3 separate regions of the Rattus norvegicus genome follow, and regions 2 and 3 are each linked to region 1. Evidence: chromatin contacts called from public Hi-C data. All regions are on one chromosome and are shown on one strand. The core of a region is the stretch at or near the end of the contact, and the rest is flanking DNA. Distances in the headings are between cores, read along the strand shown. Region 1 holds the start of Prkce (protein kinase C, epsilon). Region 2 overlaps Prkce (protein kinase C, epsilon). Region 3 holds the start of Prkcel1 (protein kinase C, epsilon like 1).

Region 1 (4,992 bases), core at 1,619-4,118:
CCCTCCACCCACCCACCCTGACATTCTCCTACACCCAGGCATTGAGGTTTGAGAGGGCCAAGGGCTTCTCATCCCATTGATGCCTGACAAGGCCAAACTCTGCTACACATGCGGCTGGAGCCAATGGGTCCATCCCTGTGTACTCTTGGATGGTGGTTTAGTCCCTGGGAGCTGAGTAAAGGAAACTGTACTTTGTGAACTATTTAAAATGATCTAAAATTGGCATGTTCTGCTTGTCCTGGAAATTTATATTAACTTTTATTTTAAAAACATGACTTACATACCATTTTTTAAATGAACTTTTTGACATTCTTTAAACTTAGACTGTATTCCTACCACCACCACCACCATCATCATCATTATTATTATTATTATTATTATTATTATTATTATTATTATTATTATTATTATTATAGCACTGGGCCTGCTTCCTGAACACATAGTCTGGAGAGAAAGTCTCATTTGTGGTTACCTTTTCCTGCATGTCCTTAAAGGAAGTTTAAAATTATTTTTTAAGCGCCAATGATCTTAAGACCGTAATCGTTCCCAAAGGTGCATTTTCGTCAGCATCCATATACCAAGTTATCCCACGTAACAGAACTGGCTCTGAGGCATTAGTAGGCTCCGGGGAGGGGGCGTGACTGCACGCTTAAGCTTTGGGCGGAGATCTGCCTAAACTCAAACCTCTGAACTCTTTTTCTTGGACGGGGGCGGGGTGGGGATTGGGGGACCCGGCTGTATACTGCATTTGATAAGTCGTTCCTGGAGACTGCCTCCTCATCTTTAAACTACAAGGAATGATAATCCTTTTCCACAGAGAGAAAAGTGAACGGGATGCGATTTGTACATTTTTGTCTACACTTATCAGAGTCGCCAGATAAACACTCAGCTTTTCACCATCCCTACGAACAGTCGGACTTCTCTTGGCACTCGGGTGAGGGCGGAGGTTTTCTTTTTCCACTCACACAGTGGGGAGCAGCGGGACCAGCCCCTTCCCGGGCGCAGGCTGGAAGTTCCCGCTGTGCGGCGCCCCGGGCCTGGCACGCTCAACCCGGCCTTCCCAGGTTCCCAGTCCGCTGGACGCAGAGCCATGCCCTGTCGCCCGTCTTCTCGGTCCGGGCCGAGAAAATGCTTCCCTAGCAGCCCAGGGTTGTCTCACGTGACAAGCCGCCGTCGCGGCCGCTTCCAGAGAGTTTAAAGGTTACCGAGGAAATTAGCATAGATAGAGCCACTGGCCCCCAGGAGGGCGCACCCGACTTTCCCGCAGCCCGAAAGCCCGTTGTCAGCGCGCGGACCGAGCCTTGACCCCTTAAGGGACACACACGAGGTCCCGCATACGTAGGAGGAGTCACTTTGAGAAATAAACAGACATTCGAACCAGGGCGGACCGGGGTTCTACCAGTCTTCACTGGTCAACAAGTTCTCGCAACCCGAGCAGATCCGGAACAAATCCCCAGAGGGGAGAGTCTCCCCAAGGGGAAAATAAGAGGAAAATTAGGCTTCAAAACTCACACCCAGAAGGGCTCAGCAGTCCGGGTGTCCCCTCCCCCATCGCGGCACGGTAGAGAATCCCAGGGCAGTGACAAACAGGCCAGCTCTCCGCGGGCGGCTGGTGACCGCCACAGTCCAGGCGGAGTGGGGGAAGGCGCTTAGTCTTCTTGGACATTGCAGCCCCCTCCATTCCTCCAGCCCCAGCAATAAATGACAGTGTTGACCGCAGGGTGCTAGAGAGAAGGGCGGCTCGCCACTCTCCGGGTTCAGACCCGGCTCTCCCGGTGCAGATCCGAGGAGCACAGACTCGGCCTGCGACAGTCGCCCCCGCACCCCCGCGCCGCCACACTCCTGAGTCCCGCGCGGAGTCTTCCCTTAGCTCCCCCGCGCGCCGCCACCAACGGACCGGGCCGGCCCGCTCGCTGCTGTTTTCTGCTCGGCTCACTTTTCCCGTATTGCTCCCCCAACCGGCAAAACTTTCTATTTCCCCAAACAGTGGCGCGCGCGCGCGCGCGTGCACACACACACACACACACACACACACACACACACACACAAACACACACACACACACACTGACGTCTTTTGCGCATTTCCTGCATTAGAGGGAGGGAGAATCGCTCGCACGGCGATCGAGGGAAGCAGATCGCGGGCTGAGCGCTCTGGCGGGCGGCGAGCCGGCGGCAGCCGAGAGCGCGGACGCGGGGAGCGCGGCGGGCGGGCGGGCGCCGGCGGGCGGGAGGAGGGGCCGCGCCGAGTCGCAGTCCCTGCCCCGCCGCCGCGCTGCGCACCGCCGGGTGCCGGCCTGCGCCCCGAACCCGAGTGGCGGCCACCTCTACCTCCCAAGCCCGCGCGGATGTGAGATCCTGGGCACCGGGCGCCTCGCGATCGCCGGCTGCGGCGCGGCTCTGCTTGGCCCGGGAGGTGGCGGCCGGGCTGGCTGTGCGGCTTGTGGATTTTTAAAAAATTTGGCTCCGGGGAGGACCATTTCCTCTCGACATGCATCCCTCCGGATAGACTGCACATCTCTCAGTCCACCCTCCGCCCCGCGCCGTCCGAGGCAGGCGCTGGGTGGGCGAAGAGGATCCGGGTTGAAATCTGTGCCCCCGGTTCTCGTCCCCGCCCCGTCCCGCCGCCCCCTCCCCCTCCGGGAGTCGAAATTGCCCGGGGATTATGTTTCGGAAAGGTAGGTGAGCGCCGGGCGCGGCGCCTGCTTCTCCGCACACGGACCCGAAGAACCAGCGAGGCGGCGAGGCAGCCCCCGCGGCTTGCAGCGGAGGCGACAGCTCGTCTCCTCCCGTGAAGGTGTCGCCGGTGGTGGGGGGGGAGAGACTTGCTCCAAAAACGGACGTCTCCAGCTCTCCCCCCTCCCTGTTTTCCGTTAGGAATCCGGCGAGGAAATACATGCACTCGCTGAGAATCGCCGGCGCCAGGACGCAGCGCCACAAGGTGTAGCGAGTGAGTGGGGTGGGGCAAGAGGGGACCCAGGAGTCCCCCCAGGCTCCCAGCGCGCCTGCTCCTGCTCTTCAATCCTGCCCTCGGGGCGGACGGAGTGACCCCCGCCCCGACCATGGTAGTGTTCAATGGCCTTCTTAAGATCAAAATCTGCGAGGCCGTGAGCTTGAAGCCCACAGCCTGGTCGCTGCGCCATGCGGTGGGACCCCGGCCCCAGACGTTCCTTCTGGACCCCTACATTGCCCTTAACGTGGACGACTCGCGCATCGGCCAAACAGCCACCAAGCAGAAGACCAACAGTCCGGCCTGGCACGATGAGTTCGTCACTGATGTGTGCAATGGGCGCAAGATCGAGCTGGCTGTCTTTCACGATGCTCCTATCGGCTACGACGACTTCGTGGCCAACTGCACCATCCAGTTCGAGGAGCTGCTGCAGAATGGGAGCCGTCACTTCGAGGACTGGGTGAGTCCAGCCCCTCCATGTCCAGGAGTCCGGGGTCCCAGGGAAAGACTCGCTGCCTAAGCCTTGGTACTGGGGCCCTGGGCTGTTTGTCTGTGTGTGCACATACGTCTCAGTTTTCTTGAAGAGGCACGTTTTATTTCGTAGCTGGAGAGACATACACATTAGGATAAGAACGATGCGATTTGACAGATGGGCACTATCCCATGTCCCCTCTGTGCCCTCCCAACAGTGAGCAGTACAGGGGGCTTGGAAATTGGGAGAGAACCCGGAATGCAGGTGCATAGGTTAGTGGAGGGAATCTGCAAGAGCATGGTGGGCTGGCTGAGTGACTTGTGTGGGTGGGTCTCTGTCCTTGGAGAGACACGTGGAACTCAGACTGGAGGGGTTTTGTGCCTCCTGGCTTTATCCTGGGTTGCCCAGTGAGTAGTTTTATAAAACCTTCTGGTAGGAAGCCTCCTCGTTCCTAAATCACTGTTTAGCTCATTGGCTGACATACCAGAAGGTGCTTATCCCCCAGGTGTCCCCTCTATAGAGTCCCAGAAACAGAACTCCAGCTCGCTTTGCCCGTCCATTTAGAATGCTGTATTTTCAAAAGGGTTCTCCCTGTGGTGATAGGAAACCAGGACTTTGAATCTTAAGATTGTATGCTTCCGAGCTTCGACTGTGATGCGTTGTAGGATCAAACACTGTTTCTGAAATCAAGCTGTTAACTGATTCCACTGTCACGTATGAGGGATTTTGAAGTAGGCCTTGCCAGCATACCTTAAACTGATACATTCAACCCCGGCACTTGAGTAGTCAGAGAAGCCACCCCCACCCGCTCTCTTCTTGTAGGAACAGCTTTAAATTAGGAAGTGAATATCTCTGTCTTTAGGTTTGTTACATGCTTCTATCTGGAGCAAGTGTTGCTAAGGATAGATATATTTTCAAGATTCTTTGGTCTGCACTGAGAGCTGTCTGTGCTGCCTCATGAAGAGTTGTGGGAGAATCTGCTGAAAGCGCAGATAACTTCATGAATATCTCAGGGGTCAGAGGGTGCGCATGCCTTCATATGTCACTTTACCTCATAGGTTTAAACCTATTTTCAAGGACATGGAGCTTTTAGGGGGAAAGTGGAGGGGAGACCTGCTCTTTTTATGCTCCTGGCTGTGGCGGAGCCTTCTGGAAACCATGGTTACTAAAGAGGCTTTTAGGGCAGCCCTTGTAAGCCACAGCTCAGCTGCAGGAGATCCGTGGCTTCCACTTTAGACAGCAGGCAAACTTTAGGATCCTGACCTCAGCCTCCCTTCCCCCACTATCCTTTTACTGATGCTCACCATGACATCCAAAGGGGCACGGAGGGTTAACCAACTTCACAGACAGACTTCGGTGCTAAACATCTGTGTTTTTGTATAAAAAGGGGAAGAAAACTTTGACTGGAGTATCAGGAAGGTGGGGCCTGTTGCAGGAGGGTCTCAGGATAAGCAGTGGGGCGGAGAGCAGAGATGAACAGCAGCTCCCTGTTTTCCATATCCACGCACCAGTTGGAAGGATCGATCTGAGTTTCTCTGGCGACACTGAACTGGGGGCTCCTCCAAACTCAC
Region 2 (4,992 bases), core at 1,020-3,519, 300 kb after region 1:
GTAGACCAAGATGGGAGTGGGCCCTCCTTCCTTTGCTGTCCTACAACCTCTTCCTCCTCCTCTTCCTCCTTCTCCTCCTTTTTCCTCCCCTTCCTCTCCCTCCCCTCCTTCCTCCTTCCTCCTCCCTCCTTCCTCCTTCCTCCTTCCTCCTTCCTCCTTCCTCCTTCCTCCTTCCTCCTTCCTCCTTCCTCCTTCCTCCTTCCTCCTCCTCCTCCCCCCTCCTCCTCCTCCCTCCTCTTCCTCCTCCTCCTCCTCCTCCTCCTCCTCCTCCTCCTCCTCCTCCTCCTCCTCCTCCTCCTCCTCTTCTTCTTCTTCTTCTTCTTCTTCTTCTTCTTCTTCTTCTTCTTCTTCTTCTTCTTCTTCTTCTTCTTCTAAATGGAACATTGACTTACGTACAGTAAATTCATCCTTCCCAGAAAGTTAGTTCTGTGTTTTGACAAACATGTTCCATGCAGTCATGGAAGCTACCACAAAACATGGAATACTTTGAGCACCCCCAAAGTCACCCCTTTGTCTTTTCCTTTTCATGGTCAAACCCTCTCTCTGCCCACCATCAGCAACTGGTGGGCTTCCAATGCCTGTAACTTTACTTCCTCCAGAATCTCACTTACGTGGAACTGTATGTCTCTACGTGGCCTTTTGACGCCCCCACGTCAGCATCTGAGAGTGGCCCACACTTTAGTTTCTTCCCTTCTGTTGTGCTGGGTGGAATTCCAACGCTCGAGTGGACATCAGTCCTTCACTGAGGTTCAGTCGGTCTTGCTGATTCAGGTTTATAAGAAACTTTCCAAAGTGAAAAGGAGCGATTTTATTCCAGTGAGCAGCAAAGAAGCAGACGAGAATCAGCCCCCGAGAACTTCTGGTCAGTGACATGTCCAGTTTCGCTGGTTCTTACACAGAGACCAACCAGACTCCTCCTCCGACACAGATAAGGCACCCAGAGCCTTGGTGGAAGAGGAGCAGGGTCACCCTGCCCTCCTGGGAGACCATAGGGGGACAGCATGCAGAAGGGGAGACACCACCTCCTTTCCTCAGGCAGGAGATTTGAAAGAAGAAAAGGATGAGCTCCTGTGGCTTTAACCCCTCACTTACAATGCTACAGAAAAGGAACTGGATCTGCACTTCCCTAACCAGGCGCTAGCAGCAGGGGATACCGGGGAATGTGGCATGTGGAACAGAAATGACAACGTCAATCCTTGGAGCCTCAGGACTGAGAGGGCTGGAGAAGGGCAGACTGCGGTCAAGCGTCCCTGTCATCCGCTAGTCTGACAGGCTGCCATGGTGCCTGTGTATCCCTGAGCTGGATTTGCTGTGTGACAGTGCTGGAAGGCGAGGTCCTCTGCTCAGTGAAGCAACAATGACCCTCACTTCTCTCTACTCGTTGCTTCTCTTCCCCCGCAACCCTTTGTCAAACCGTGATTCTGTTGCTTTTATTTTCTTCCTTTAATCTTCCGACTTCTAAGACTGCTTTTCCTTGGTGGGTCGGACAATAAATCGCACCCTGTCCACCTCCTACGAGCCCTGCCCTGCCTCCACAAAGTTTTGAAGAGGCCATGATGGTTTTTACTTGTTTTTTAATTGTGGGTAGGATGAGGGTGGGGAAGACAGTTTCGTCGTTTTCTCTCAGGCTAGCCTTGAGCTCACACTGATCCCCCTGTCTCAGGTCATGTGCCATTACACTCGATGATGACTTCTTGATTTTAAAATTAGAGTTCAAAATCGCCTTAGCAAAGAAATAACCCAATGGAAACCGAAAAGTTAATTCTGTGTGGTTTGGGGAGTTGGGCAGGCAGTTAATTTTAAAAGGTTCTGTGAATGCACAGGGAGGCAGAAAGGGGCTAACCCACGTGAGAGAGGGAGTGAGTTCTAGCTGTATGTCAGCCTTCTCTGAACTCTGCCTGTTGCAGCAGGAACCTTGGACTAGCTGGCGTTGACAGCATGGGGCATGAGGCTTGTAGCGAAGTAGGTGACCTTGAAACTCTTTGGGCTGTAGTGCCGATGGCTTTGAAAGGCTCGGGAGTTATTTGAGAAGGGACCAGAAGGCTGGGCCTATTTCTTCCCACAACTGCCAACTAAACCCTGGGAGCAAGTAGACACCCAGTAGAGACTTGCAGCACTGCGTCCCTCCGGTGGGCCTTATCACCGCATTTTGAGAATGGGGGCAGAGGACAGGCTGGCCCTGTGTGCACAGCCTCCACAGTGCTCAGGTATGCAGCCTGAGATGAGCCTCTGTGGCTCACCCTGGACTGACTGGCACACCGGGGGTTGGATCCCTTCCCTTGGCAGGTGTCCAACTTGGTCAATTTCCCAGGAGAGCCTGGGGATGTTTTATTCTGTGTATCCCTCCTGGATACCAAGAATTAATTCCCCTGTGACTCTGGCATGTACTTCAACAGGTAAAGGGATGAGTGCGGACAGAAGGCAAGCCAACATCCTGCCTGAGTGAACATTCTTTCTGAGACTTAGCACTAGTCACAGTGCACGTGGGCCTAGCAACCTCAGGTAGCCAGGTGGCGCTGGGGTATGTCTGCCTCATTTCCCCGCTGTCCAGCAATCACTTGCTTTGCCTCAGTTTACACCAGTGTCCTAACCCTCTGCTCCATCCACACCCGGCGTCTTCATGCTCTGGGGAGCATACACCAGCTACAGTTTTGGCCCGTGACTCTTCTGTGAGCACAGCAGAGCTTGCTCAGAGAGGAAGATGGAAAGGGTTTATATTAAACTCTAGATGCTAATCTCGAGATGCCACCAGCACTCTTCCAATTCGATTACACACTTGATGAAACATGCAGGCCCTCCCAAGCCTCATCTCGGACCTACTGATGAGCGCTGTGACTCTGGGGAGACACACATCGAACTATCCCTCCGGAGAAACCAATTGCTGCTTCCTCTTTCCTGTTTTGAACACGAAGGTTTTTTTTTAATGTATTGTGCGAGTACAATACACAGGGCATATTCTTTGGCGCCACATAAATATTTACCTAATATTTAAAGCTCACTGTCATAAGTATTTGTTCACTTGAAAACAGTCACACCCACTTTCCTCATGGGAAATAAGAGGTACCTCTGCTTTCGAATCCCTCGGGATTTCACTTTGTCTGGTTGCTTTTTTCCTTCCCGTTGGCATTGCCAGTCAAGTGCCCAGACCAGGGAACTATGGAACGGCAAGCTTAAATGAACTCCCAGAGGTTGAGCATTCCCAGGCCCCAGCGTGACTAACACCTGACCGTGTAACTTAATGAAGTTTTATTTAGCTCAGAGTTTAAAACGAAACTCGCTCTAACGGTGAGAAGGCTCTAACCACGAGAAGGCATGGTGGTTGGCAGCGTGAGCTGGTTACATTGTATCCTAGAGTCAAGGTTGAATGTCTGTGCTTAGATTCACAGCTCCTTTTTGTTTAGTCTTGTAGCCCTGCCCATGGGGTGGTGTCATCTATGCTCCAGGTGGGTCCTTCCACCTCAGTTAGACTTCGCCAGAGACCTGCTCACAGCCACATCTAGCAATGTGTCCCTAGGTGACTCCAGACCCCGTGGGATTAATATGATTAGGAATCACAGCACTGTTTCTTCCAGACCAGTGTTTGAGATGGCCATGGCTTCTCTCTCCCTTGATAGATTAAAAAACAAAACAATGCAAAACAAACCCAGGAACTGAGATTAGCGACGTGTGCAAAAATTTCCAGTTTGCAACAAAGGCAAAAAATTATCCTATCCCCCTGACACCCACTTCAACTATCTTGCAAAATGGGGAGCCAGTAAGCTGAGCTCGGAAAGAAACCCCTACAACCTGCTTGAAGAACTGCCCCTGTGTGCCTCAGGGCTAATCCTGCATTGAGCAATGACGATAGCACCCAGCAGTGGCCAGTGCACCTGTTGGTTCTGATCCTGGCAAGAGTCAACCCTCGAATGTGACAGTCCCTCCCACACACAGCCTAGAAACACCCAAGAATCCACAGCCTGACACCAGCGAGAATTTCCTGCTGGGTTTCCGGCAAGTGAAAAACTGTCTCTAGAGGATGAATGTAGAGGTGCCCGTGACCTCACACAAGAGGCGACGTTCGCTTCTGGCTGCTTTTGTGTGGAAAGAGAGAGGACAGTGAAGCTGCTGAAGATGCGAATACCTCAGTGACCCACTTGCCAGCAAGAAGAGTGCAGCGTTGGTGGCAGGCCAGTCACTTCGAGAGTCTCCAAGCATTCCTGAAGTCCATGAGGAAAGGACACCCCTCCCACCATGGAGAAGGGGGCTGACTAATTTAGATGCAGACTAGTGACTCCGCAGTATAGAATCCCCCTTGTCCTTTGTATCTGCCTGTTTGCAGCCTCTCCTAGACGGCTCTCCATGTTGAGGCTGCTTAATATCTACTGGTGTAAAAGGTACCAGGAGTTTGAAGTTTATGAACTAGTTGGAATAATTAGAAGGCATGCCTGGAATTTTTGGGGTTTGGGGTTACTGACAACATCCTCACTGCTCAGCCTGTGCTTTTGTGGGTTCTCTTTCTGTCAGACCAATCAGGCTCTCTGTTTCTACAGAAAGTTTCACCAACTGATCATACTAAGTGCTAGCCTTTCCTAACTTTTGGGGACCCTTTCTTCTGTCTGGCAGATGAAGTCATAAGTGAGACGTCTGAGAACTGCCGGGGTCCTCTAGGCAAACAAGGGGTCACCCCAGCTGAGTGTGGTAGGGTGCAGTGTGTCCAGAGACAGGGGGAACATCCTTCAGCCAGCTAGAGGTGTTAAGGGACACCTTGAGCAACTTGTCAGTTTCCCAGGCTTGGAGTCTGAGGATTTTTTTTTTATTCTGTCTGTCCCTCCTGAACTTAAAGACTTTTCCTGTTTACCAGAAATTCCATAGTGACTCTGGCAGGTAAGTGAACAGGTAAAGGGAGAAAGTCGACTTCCTGCTTGAGTTTGCCCTCTTGTGGCCAGGTCTAGTAGTGCACACATCGTGGAAGTGAAGGCTAGACTTTCTAGCATTCAAGGCCAGTCTGGTACA
Region 3 (4,992 bases), core at 1,509-4,008, 270 kb after region 1:
TCTTCCGTGCTGTAACGTGTTTCAGCATCTCCTATTTTTTTTAAGGCTAAGTGATATTCCACCATGTACAGACCACATCTTGTTGATCCGTTGGTGTACATTTGAGTTCTTTTCTTCCTTGCTATTACTGAGGTTAACACTGCGTTGAATATTGTGGTACACAGTATCTGAGTCCCTCTTTTCCGATCTTTCACTGTGTGTATATATGTAGCATGCTGCTTGTTTGTTTGAATATTTTCTACTATGATTTCTTTTTTAGATTGCGAGTCACCGCTAGCCTAAAGTTTATTTATGTAGCCCAGGCTGGCTGGCACTTGTCATTCTCCTGCCTCAGCTTCCTAAGTACTGAGAAAGCAGATGTACCAACACCATTAGATTGACAGATTCTTAAAGACTCATCCGGGCTTCATGCGGGCCGAGTCTCTGTTTCCCTGACAGCTTTGCATTTCTCCTGTGTAGCTCTTACGCAGGGGGATTTTTCCTGGGGATGGGGCCTGCTTCCGGCTTTCAGCGGTTACTCTATGGTATCCCCTGTCTGTTCCCTGTTGATTCACTGGAAGCCCCCACAGACCTGGGTCTTTGCCAAGCAAGTGGGTTGACTTTTCACTTCGTGAGAGTGTATCTTTTTGATGAGCAAAGTTCCCAGGAAAGGCAGTGGAATCCTTCCTTTCCCTTCCTGCCTCGTACTTTTGTGTCCCAGTTAAAACCGCGGTTGCCTGTTGCCCGAGGGCCTGAGGGATACACGCCCATGCTGTCTTTTAAAATTCTTCTTTCAAATGGTGCTACTTTCTTTTCTTTGCTACTTGGAGTAGATTTTTGACCCCAGGGTCACTAGGCTGCCTGTAACAAAAGCACAGTGCTTGGGGTGCTTTTCAGAGACCTCTTGGAATCGGAGGAAGTACTTCCTCTCCTTTCCTCTCCTCTCCTCTCCTCTCCTCTCCTCTCCTCTCCTCTCCTCTCCTCTCCTCTCCTCTCCTCTCTTTCCTCTTCTCCCCTCTCCTTACCTCACATCTTTTTTCCTCTCTGTTCTCCTCACCTCACTTCTCCTCTCCTCTCCCATCCCCTCTTGTCCCCTGTCCTGCCTTCCCCACCCCCATCCCTTTCCCCTCCCCTGCCTACTGCTCTCTTCCCTCTCCTTCCCTGCCTTCCCCTTCTCCTCCTCCCCTCCCCTCTTCTCTGCCCTTCCCCTGCCCTGTTCTCCTCCCTTTTCCCCTTTCTCTCCCCTCTTCTTTCACCTCCCCTCTGCTTTCCTTCCCCTCCCCCCCTGCACATCCCTCCCCTCCCCCTTCCTCTCCTTTTTTTTTCACTTCTCTTATTTCTCTTGTTTTTGTTTTGACACATGGACTCACATAGCACAGGCTGCCCCCCTGCCCCAACCCTGAACTCAATAGGTAGCTGAAGCTGGCCTTGAACTTCTGACCCTCCTGCCTCTGTCTCCCAGCTGCTGGCTCACAGGCGTGCACCACCATTTCAGCTCAGATTTTCTGTTTCACGAAGGCCGAGCCTGCAGCGTTTGAGGCCTTTCTACCACAGGGTAGCCACTACTGTCCTAAGCTGCCAGCCGTTGCTGTGCCCACTCCTCCTGGAGTACTCGAGGCCTCCTCGCAGGCCCTTGGCGGCGGTGTAATTCCTGAACACGCTCCTTCGACGTTCCGCGGTGCCCCATCATTCTGGTTAGGTCAACAGTCCCTTGTGTTTACTGTTCTTACTATGATCACATAACTGTGGCTTAACCGTACATAGTAAAGTGAGTGCGAGAAATGCTTCATGAAAACTAAGTTGAATGTAAAGAAGGAATCAAACACATTGCTAGCAAAACTGAAATCTGGGCACAAGAGCAATGCGGCCCGGTACAAGGAGCGCCGGTGACAAGGACCAACAAGAGTGAGTTCACGTCACCTTATCAGCATTACCAAGGTTTGCTCTGCCAAAAAGATACTAACACTGAAGATCACAAGTGGTCTGTTGTCTATGAGAGGCAAGGCAGAGCTCAAAAGCAGAGGCCCTGAAGCCCTTGGCTGCGTGTTATTGCCAAGTGAGTGTTCACGGGGGCTTTTGTTATCTGATGAATGTTACAGGTCTGGATGTATGTTATCAGTTCAGATATTTAAAGAGCTTATTTTCCATCCTTCTTTGAGTGAGTTGCATTTTATTGGCCTAACACTGTCCCATGTACTACAAGTGAGAGAGGCAGAGGGAAGGCTCCTCTGAGAGGAGCCTTGCGCGGAGGACACCTCCTCCTAGAGAGGCCTTGAGGTAGGAACATCTTTGAAGTAACATCTCATCCCAATGTCAAACAGAAATATTAATACTTCGAAATTCATATTCTACTGCAAGTTTATAAATAAAATAGTAATTTCCCTCAAAAATCTTTCAACAAAGTGAGGACTTAGCTGAACTTGAAATAACAGCCTGACTCAGCTGCTGGGTCAGCGGACAGTTGGAAACCTTTTGTGATTTAAGATGAGCCTGTCTTACCTCTGCCATGCTGCCTGGTGGTGCCTGGTGATGCCTGAGGTTTAAGTCCAGATATGGTCTTGGGGCAGTGTTCTGCTGATCGGAAAGTTCCACCACGCCGATGGTCTGGTACGACAGTCCCCAAGCCAGCCTGCAGCCGGGTATATGAGGCTTGGCTCTTACCTGAGAAACCAGGCATTGAGAGCCAGCCACTCTCGTCATTTATGCCAAGGGCACCATCTTGACCTTGACCTGACCCCCTGAAGATGGACCTGCGCTCTGCTCCGTACCCACCACAGACTCCTTCGGGGTTTGCGCCGCTAGTGTCAGTTTAGGATACTGGTTTGTTCCGCCCTCCTCCCCGTCCCCGGTGTAATAATTCACAGGCAGAGCAGGAATGTGCTTAGAAAGCGAGGGAGACCTTTGTGCCGGCTCTCGCACGGTTTTGAGACACCCAAGGATGAAGTGCCTGAGTCACTGCTCCTGTGGCACTGAGCCACAAGGACTCATCCAGTAGTGCCTCTGCCCTCTGGGTCCTCCCCCAATGTGTTCTCAGTCAGAGAGAATCCAGGGGGAAAAAAGAAAACAAAAGCCAAGACGTTGGCTCTCATGCCCCCTTGTGGCCAGTCTGGGTGGACACCTTCAGGAAGTGTCGTCAGGTTTGTGAGCTCACAACACTGGGGAATGCAGCCAGGCAGCCACCCGACTCACTTCCTTTTTACATCCTCTCTGAATTTTGTGTCCTCTCCCTTCCCTTCCCCGTCTACCCTCCCCCACCCCAACATTTTCTTTCCTTCTCTCTTTCGGAAAGATTTTACTAAATACCGTGTGGCCCAGGTTGGCCTCAGACTGGTCTTCCTGCCTCAGCCTTCCAAGAACGGGGACTGCAGGCATGGGACACCTCTCCAGCCCCCTCAGTATTTCTTAGCAGCCGAATATCTCACAGCCACGTTTAGCTTTGGGAGGTTTTCCACTGGGACTGGGGATGCCGTGTCCTGGTTCTGACAGATTTCCTCCAAACCACAGCCTGTTCTTATTAAACAGGGCAGGGAGCAAACCCACAAGTTCTGCTGCTCTCACATGTTCGTGCTGTAGCAGGAATCTACAAATACCTGCGAATCGTAACATGGAGTCTCCCCATTAATCCCGAGTCAGACTTGGACCCCAGAGAATTAGGCCTGCCTGTCTGGGCTTATTTGGCAGTGAGTCCTAAAAATGTGTGTAACTTTAAAAAACGGACAAACAAAAAACTGTCCGCATTGTCTGGGAAGAAAAGATTCGACTCATTTCAATTAATATTAAATTCAATTGATTTATATATTTGTTCTGGCTTTGGTTTTGATTTGTTTGTTTGGGGTTTTTGTTTGTTGGTTGGTTAGTTTTTTGTTGTTTTTGTTTTTGTTTTTTGAGATGGTCTCATTCTGGAGCACTGGCTAGCCTGGAACTCACTATGTAATTCAGAATGGTCCTGAAGGCAAAGTGATGCTCCTGCCTCAGCTCCCAAGTAGTAGGATAATAGACATGTATCACCAGCCTAACTTTGCGTATAGTTCTATAATCGGACTTAAATAAAGACACATGCTCAGATGTCATGGCAGATCTAGTGGCTGTCCCCACCTTAGCTGCGTCTGTTGGCCTGCACAGTCCACTCACTGCTTCCTGTTTCTTGAAGTTCAACTCAAGCTACATGCTATGGGTAACGGCTAAGGCCTGACAGGCTCCATATTCTCGGTGGTTTGGTTTGAGTCTCCTGGGGTGCACGTCAAGGTTGTAATAACAGTTCCCATCCTTGAGGTCCCACTGTGTGCTTTGGAGGACGGCAGCACCCTGACTCTGCAGGCTAGATACCCACCTCTTCCTGACGCCAGAAACTGAAGCTGAGGGAGTGACTACGGGAATCTGGGAGCAGCACGGGTTCTATCTGGAGCTTCCCTCCCGCCATAGGGCATCTCTGTGACTCACCCACCATTACTGCCACTCAGAGGGTCCAGGCTCAGTCTCCCCCCTCTCCTTCTCCCTGTGTTCTTAGCCATCCTAGCGATGAGGGGTGGTTGTCTCTGTTTACACCTGGCCCTGGAGATGACAGGAGTGTTGAGAGCCTCCGGGGAAGGCTGTAGAAACGGAGGGCTGGTGTGGACAGCCGGCTGGAGGGCTCTGTCTCTCAGTCCACTCATCTTGTGGGATTTTTTGAGAGTTAAGATGACTGTATAGATTATCCTCAAAGAAAGGACAATGTGAAAGGGACAGTCCCTAAGGGACTGCGGAGACACACAAAAGCCAAGTACGCCCCGAGTTCAGTTGGAATCCATTTTGTTTATTTGCTCCGTACTTGTCCCTGGGGGTTCCCCCCCTTGTTTCTGTGACTTGGCATCTTGGACACTTTCGGATATGTCACTTGTCCCCACCAATCATAGTGGCAGCTGTTGATACAGTTAGTAAACCTTATGTGACTTTGATTTACATTCCTTCCTAATGTGGGGATTCCCTCTTCTGTCCTTGTCACTTGGACCACCCTTTCCTGGCTGACGAGAACCA

The links. Hi-C and Micro-C count contacts between places; a contact is called where the count stands out from the background.
Region 2: a contact with region 1 is called in a Hi-C map of liver, with 4 times the contacts expected there. The contact joins the enhancer-like site here to the promoter of Prkce in region 1. A contact is called at or near these places in 5 of 12 Hi-C or Micro-C datasets (the A7r5 cell line, hepatocytes, kidney and 1 more) and 1 of 1 datasets of contacts at active chromatin or transcription factors (oligodendrocytes).
Region 3: a contact with region 1 is called in a Hi-C map of liver, with 7 times the contacts expected there. The contact joins the promoter of Prkcel1 here to the promoter of Prkce in region 1. A contact is called at or near these places in 12 of 12 Hi-C or Micro-C datasets (the A7r5 cell line, the Rat2 cell line, Schwann cells and 7 more) and 1 of 1 datasets of contacts at active chromatin or transcription factors (oligodendrocytes).

Annotation. Positions count from the first base shown.
Region 1 is chr6:14,202,164-14,207,155 of GRCr8, reverse strand. It overlaps Prkce (protein kinase C, epsilon), which reads left to right and starts at 2,868. Exons shown (of 15, transcript NM_017171.2): 1 at 2,868-3,409. The coding sequence starts at 3,062. LOC120093190 (a long non-coding RNA gene) reads right to left here and starts at 1,918. Exons shown (of 3, transcript XR_010052158.1): 1 at 966-1,918.
Region 2 is chr6:13,905,553-13,910,544 of GRCr8, reverse strand. All of the region lies in intron 2 of Prkce (protein kinase C, epsilon), which reads left to right. Among named protein-coding and RNA genes, the nearest start is that of Prkcel1, 22 kb to the left of the region's middle. Within about 2 kb of position 2,269, at least 5 of the 93 cell types and tissues checked have an H3K27ac peak or open chromatin away from gene starts, as enhancers often do. A contact at or near this core is called in liver, where this site is marked.
Region 3 is chr6:13,927,512-13,932,503 of GRCr8, reverse strand. Prkcel1 (protein kinase C, epsilon like 1) reads right to left here and starts at 2,758. Exons shown (of 2, transcript NR_144425.1): 1 at 2,479-2,758. All of the region lies in intron 2 of Prkce (protein kinase C, epsilon), which reads left to right.